Regions from separate parts of the Mus musculus genome. Here region 2 is linked to region 1. Evidence: chromatin contacts called from public HiChIP or PLAC-seq data. All regions are on one chromosome and are shown on one strand. The core of a region is the stretch at or near the end of the contact, and the rest is flanking DNA. Distances in the headings are between cores, read along the strand shown.

The links. HiChIP or PLAC-seq counts read pairs in DNA pulled down with a chosen protein or histone mark.
Region 2: a contact with region 1 is called in an H3K27ac HiChIP or PLAC-seq map of heart atrium, with 6 read pairs. The contact joins the enhancer-like site here to the promoter of Mtus2 in region 1. A contact is called at or near these places in 4 of 39 promoter capture datasets (the HPC-7 cell line, embryonic stem cells, liver and 1 more), 1 of 484 Hi-C or Micro-C datasets (forebrain), 11 of 115 datasets of contacts at active chromatin or transcription factors (embryonic basal ganglia, embryonic forebrain, embryonic hindbrain and 6 more) and 2 of 9 other capture datasets (adipose tissue and pancreatic islet).

Annotation. Positions count from the first base shown.
Region 1 is chr5:147,955,614-147,958,631 of GRCm38.p6, forward strand. It overlaps Mtus2 (microtubule associated tumor suppressor candidate 2), which reads left to right and starts at 1,707. Exons shown (of 15, transcript NM_001359503.1): 1 at 1,707-2,108.
Region 2 is chr5:148,270,663-148,273,608 of GRCm38.p6, forward strand. The region is part of intron 7 of Mtus2 (microtubule associated tumor suppressor candidate 2); the gene reads left to right. Among named protein-coding and RNA genes, the nearest start is that of Gm46928, 120 kb to the left of the region's middle. Within about 2 kb of position 1,584, at least 34 of the 459 cell types and tissues checked have an H3K27ac peak or open chromatin away from gene starts, as enhancers often do. A contact at or near this core is called in heart atrium, where this site is marked.

The DNA of each region.
Region 1 (3,018 bases), core at 457-2,956:
CCTTGAGTGTATGAGTAGCACGGTGCTATGGGGCCAGGGACCCTGACACAATCAAAGAAGTAAGGTAGAGAAAGCCAGCAAGATGCTGGCATCCTCTTTGTTTTCCTGGCAGAGCCCAAGGAGTCACAGTTGTATGCCTTAGCTGTTTCTACTCCCATGATCTCAGTGCCTTGCCTTGTGCTGCCGTGGAGACAGGCAGGTACACAATGGCCTAGAGGTATTGGTCTTTTCGGTGGTCCTTGCTAGGAAGGCATTCTGTTGGCTCAGCAGTGAGATTGGCAGGGTACCAGCGGGGCGAGGAGGAAGGGCTCACTCACTGTGTGCCTGAGAAGAAATGTGTTGAAGAAGCTGGTGCCTGTCATCTGGAGTGTGAGGCTCAAGGAAGAAGCTAACCAGAGCTTCTGTAGAGAGTTTAATGAACACTGTCAGCCGATGTGGTGGAAGATGGTCAGGTCTGCCTGTGGGATGGGGGTGGGGGTGGGATGAGTCCCTGGAGGAGTGGGAGTGGCCCGAGGAAGGAGCTGTAGCGCCAGGACCTCATTCCTTGCACCTGGGAGGCATGGGCTTCACAGAGCACCCAAATAGGAAAGTGAATGGCACAAAGGAGGCTTTACTATCTTTCTAGGTTTAAGTCAGGCTGGGGTTTGTGAGTTAGGGGAAGGGAGGGGCGAAGGCTTAAATGAAATGAGCTTAAAGTTTGATTTAGATTGGACTGGACTTTGTAATAACAGCCAGTCAGACCGCTTGTTAACACCCGAAGGTGACAGGAAAAGCGATAAAACGTGCCCTAGATTCCTCCAGAAGAAATGGGAGGCCACATAGAATAATGTAAAAAGACAGCCGTGTGAAAAGTGCTCTTTCATGATTTCCCTTCACAATATAGACCAGTTAGTACAAAAATTCAGCTGGTATAAAATGTTGCTCGGCACAGCAATGCTGGGGTGGGGGAGGGAGCCCATTTTCCCCACACTCCCGACCCCCAAGAGAAAGCGAGCAAGCACATCAGTAAGCCAGCATCTCATTGTCTTCTCTGTCAGTCTGTCCCAAATCTTGTGAGCCAGAGGCTGGAGAAGCCCCCCGGCTGTCTTCAGGCTTCCCAGGTGCGCTGCTTTCAGGCGACCTGGAAGGGCTACTGAGAAGTCCTGCGTTCATGTTTACTTCTGAGGAACGTTGTGAACTACGAAGCAGACAAGCTTGCGTTGAGACAAGAGTCTTTCAAGTGGGTAGCCGGCTATGCATTACCCCTAGATTTGGAGGCAGAGGCAAGAGGATATCTGTGAGTCTCAAGTGAGATCCTGCCTCAAACACCCCAACTCCCCCACCCCCACCCCCGCCAAACCCGCACACAATCACACACAAAACCCTTACAGAGACTTCTTTAGTCTCCTGTCCATCAGCCCCGCTACATCCCTTGCGAGTTCACCCGCTGGACCCCAATTCTTCCTGCTGCACGCAATTAAAAGAGGCTCTCTCTTCCGATTGGACCACAGCACATCCCACTCGTGGGAGTCAGGAGTCTAGGTCAGCGACCTCAGGCTGCTTCTCCTTTCTCTGGGGTCTGAGGCTGGATGCTCCGGACCACTGTGGTCCCGTGAGCTGCCGGGTCGTGTCGGGCCAGCAGAGGGCGCTCGGCTCCCCCCACGGGGCTCCGGACGAGAGGAGGCGCCGGGGCTCGCGAGCATCTCCGGGCGGCCGGGAGGGGGTGCGCGCCTCGGGCCGCTGCAGCCCGGCTTCTGTCACCGCGGACGGCACCTCACTGGAGGGTGGGCGGGAGCGGCGTCTTTGTCCGGCGAGGCGTCCTCAGCCCGGGCCATCCCTGTGATCAGAGCCCGGCGGCTTGGGCGGTGCCCAGTGGTGAAGTGCGCGGGCGGAGGGCTGGCTGCGGCCACGGCCCCAGGTACCCCGGTGCCCTAAGCTCGCCACCTGCGCCACCTCAGCCCGCGCTCTGTCAAGTTGCAGAAGACCCGGGTGGGTCAGGAGTCTGGACGCGTGGGCGCGTTGCAAACTCCAGCTGCGAAGGAGCTGCGTGCGGAGGTAGCCCGGCCCGGGATGCTCCCGGAGGCTGCTCTGGTCTCTCTGCACATCCTTCTTGGCTCCTCCAGACCCAGGTGAGCGACTGCTGTCCGCGCGTCCCGATCCGGCTGGAGACAGGTGCAGAGCGGGGCGGAGGCGGTGCCTTTTGCTGGCTTCTCTGGCATCAGAGAGCCCGCTCCCCGCTGCCCACATCTTCTGCTCCGCCGGAGAGAGGCTGCAACCCACTCGCACCTTCCGGGGATGTCAGGTTGAGCACGGTGTTTCAGAGGCGACAGCGGGTTAGCCTAAGCGAGCTCCCACCCCTCTCCACCCCCAGCTCGGGATAATTCGGTCCGTGTCTTCGTCTTAATTTAGCACCGATGTGTTATTTCCTTGGAGCCCTAGAATGGTAAGGCTTGCTCCATCCATTTTTCAACCCCCTTCATTCTGAGTCTGTGCAGGGAAAGGCTTGCAAGTGATGTTACTACCGTTCTATTTTAAATACAAACACCCAGAGAAGTACGCTTGGCGGCGTGCCAGAGGCGCCTGCACTCTTTTGTTATGTAAGTGCTTCACAGGAATATTTGCTGGTTGGTAAAGTTAGGAGCGGTTACCAGAGAACGTAAGAGCGCAGGAAGTCAGAGCCATAATTTCTGTCTTAGCTCAAAACTTTCCTTCAGGATAAGCATGAGATGGTTTTGGTATCATTTAAAGGCGACAGGAGGTCCTTTCAAAAGAAAAATTCATACCGTAGACTCTCAAGCGTTAAGACACAAAACAGGCTTTTTTTTTTTTTTTAAGTCTGTTATGAAAACCAGTGGGACGTCTCTGACAATAAATAGGTGGGAAGTGACTTAAAGAAATAGATCCCTGTCACATAGCCGTTTTGGCTTTTAAGTTGTTAGGTAGTTGTATTTTGCTGTCACGTGGACATAGCTAATCGTGTGTTGACAGTTATTAAAGATCTCTGCTCACACGTACCGTAATTTTTCAGGTACAAAGATG
Region 2 (2,946 bases), core at 334-2,833, 310 kb after region 1:
ACAGACAGACAGACAGACACACACACACACACACACACACCCCAGGTTCAGAAGCATGCTCAAACTACAGTGAACTTAATCATCTGTCCTCGGTACCTCTTACAGACAAACAAGAATTCTTCCAGTGAGTTTCACAGAACAGGATCTGAAGTTACAAAGAAAAAAAAAAAAAAAGACTATGGGTTCATCTGGTAGGGTGACAAAGGTTCCCAGAAGCCCCCAGTGCTGTCTTGTATCACTGTTCCTCTTGGCCTCTGCCTAAGACATTCCTTTCACAGACACTTTTTATTTCTCCTCTGGCCTCAGTTTAAATCTCCAAGACATCCTGACCTCCTGGGCTACCTCACACTCTGCTATAATTGCTGGTGTACCAGCGTACTCTGAGATACTGGTTTCTTGGAGGCCAAAGTACCATTTGCCTGGCATACAGTAGGCACTCAGTTAGTGTCTGGTAGTGTATAAGCTTTTTGTTTCTAGATTCAGTGGAGGGGAAGCCATCCAGAGACACTGGATACAACCTTAGTTTTATGGATTAGTTGCTCATTCAAGAAGGGGCGTGGATGGCCAGTGCCCAAGTGTGGAGTCACACATGTGATGTTAACTAGGAGAGACTTTTTCACTTCCTATTTCCACCAGGTCTATGAGGTAGTGTCAGTCATCCAAACAGATAACAGCAGACTAAGCAGGTTAAGGTAACAGAGTATGGCAGACTGGCTCGAGGCTTGGCTACTCGTCCAGTTGTTTGTTGTTGCAGGGATGAGTGGCTTCTATGCTCTGCCAGGTGTATTTAGCTAGAAAAGAGGGACGGCCAGATTCTCAGAAGTCTGTCGCATGGTGTCTTAGTCAGGGTTTCTATTCCTGCTCAAAACATCATGACCAAGAATCAAGTTGGGGAGGAAAGGGTTTATTCAGCTTACACTTACACACTGCTGTTTATCACCAAAGGATGTCAGGACTGGAACTCAAACAGGTCAGGAAGCAGGAGCTGATGCAGAGGCCTTGGAGGGGTGCTGCTTACTGGCTTGCTTCCCCTGCCTTGCTCAGCTTGCTTTCTTATAGAACCCAAGATCACCAGGCCAGGGATGGCACCACCCACAATGGGCCCTCCCTGCTTGATCACTAATTGAGAAAATGCCTTACAGCTGGACCTCATGGAGGCATTTCCTCACCTGAAGCTCCTTTCTCTGTGATAACTCCAGCTTGTGTCAAGTTGACACACAAAACCAGCCAGTACACATGGGGAGCCAAGTCTTCAAAGACTGTCCAGGGGAGTAGACCTCCTATGATGTTTCCTGGCCCCTGATCATCTTGGGTTCCACATTTAAGATCATGTATCACACTGAAATAACAGGAAAGCCAGGACTGCGAAGGAGAGGTATGTAATGAAATGGGAGATGATGCTAAGAAGCCATGAACACTGACTTGAGGAGAACTGAGTGCTCCACAAGTTTCTATTTGAAGGGAAGCCTGTCTTAGACTAAACAGTCACCGGAGAGGAATGGCCTTCGTGGGCTCTGAGGTGCCTGGACTCTGTCACCAGGACAGTGTGGGTGGTTGATGCATCTATATTTAGCCCTCTTGAGTGAACACAGGCGTTCACATGCTTGGCACCAGTGAGGAATTTTCCACACATTCCCCATTTAGGAATGTGCTGGTCTGACCCCCTCCTGTCCCAATCCTCCCGGCTTACCATCATCCAGGGAACGGTGCAAAGAGTGATGTGAAATCATTGCAGGACTCTTAAGAGTCCCCGGAGACTAAGGGCCTCTCAAGATCAGGACTTCTGCTGGCCTCTGTGGTTCCACAGTGGGTCAGGGGCTGGCTCATCAAATTGAAAACCAATGGAAGTGGTCATTGGTGTTCACCTAGACAACGCTGATCCTAAGGTCACCACGATTGACACTGCCCAACGCAGCTGTCATGATGTCATTCTGGTTTGGCTTTCAGGAAACGCACAATAGCTCACTTAGCTCATTTGGTGTATAAGTCGGAAGGGTTGATGTCATTTCAAAATCAAGCACTTAAGGAAGGAAGGATCTTACCAGAACAGGCAAAACAGCCAGGTTGGCCTTGGCGAGCTAAGGCTTAGCAGAGCCAACATCTTCAGCAGGAATGTGTCCAGGGACATCAGAAAGGTTCATCTAGAATTGATGGGGAGTGTGTGTTGGGGGAAGCAAACAGCTACCCTATCTGGAGTTACACGCCCAGAAGGATGAGCTAAAGAGGCATCAAACACTGGAAATGTCCCAACATGCAACCCGAAAGTCAATTTCAAGGACAATCACGGGTAGTGTAAGCTGACAGGATGGAGGCAGAGGTCAGGGGCTGTAGCTAGAGAATTTTCCACAGAGCCAGATCCGGTGGCAGCTGGCTGCCTCTCCTCAAGTTAGATGTGAGAGGTTACATGACCAAGAGTGCAAAATCCAACCCATATCCAGCCTGGCTCTTGAGGTCACACCGACGTGGGGAGAGGTAGGGAGAACCTTGGTGTGTATGCTGTTTGATAATTGGGCCCTGGGTTGAAACGCCTGGGTTTTCCATTTCTAAGGCAGCTGGTCTCTTCATCACAGAGTCTCTATTGCCTCCACATAAATAGAAAAAAAGTCCAGGGATCATTAACAGTACTGGTGCACCTCAGAATCTGGAGTGTCTACAACCACAATCGTGTAGTAGTCAATCAACTTGGTCTCAATCAATCAACCATGCATCCGAAATCAATACTGGAAGCACACAACATTTTGGTCTGTTTTGTTTTGTTTTTTGTTTTTTGAGACAGGGTTTCTCTGTGTAGCCCTGGCTATCCTGGAACTCACTGTGTAGACCAGGCTGGCCTCAAACTCAGAAATCCACCTGCCTCTGCCTCCCAAGTGCTGGGATTAAACATGTGCGCCACCACTGCTCAGCTGGTCTTTTTGTTTTTGTTACCATTGTTCCCTGGATAGTATA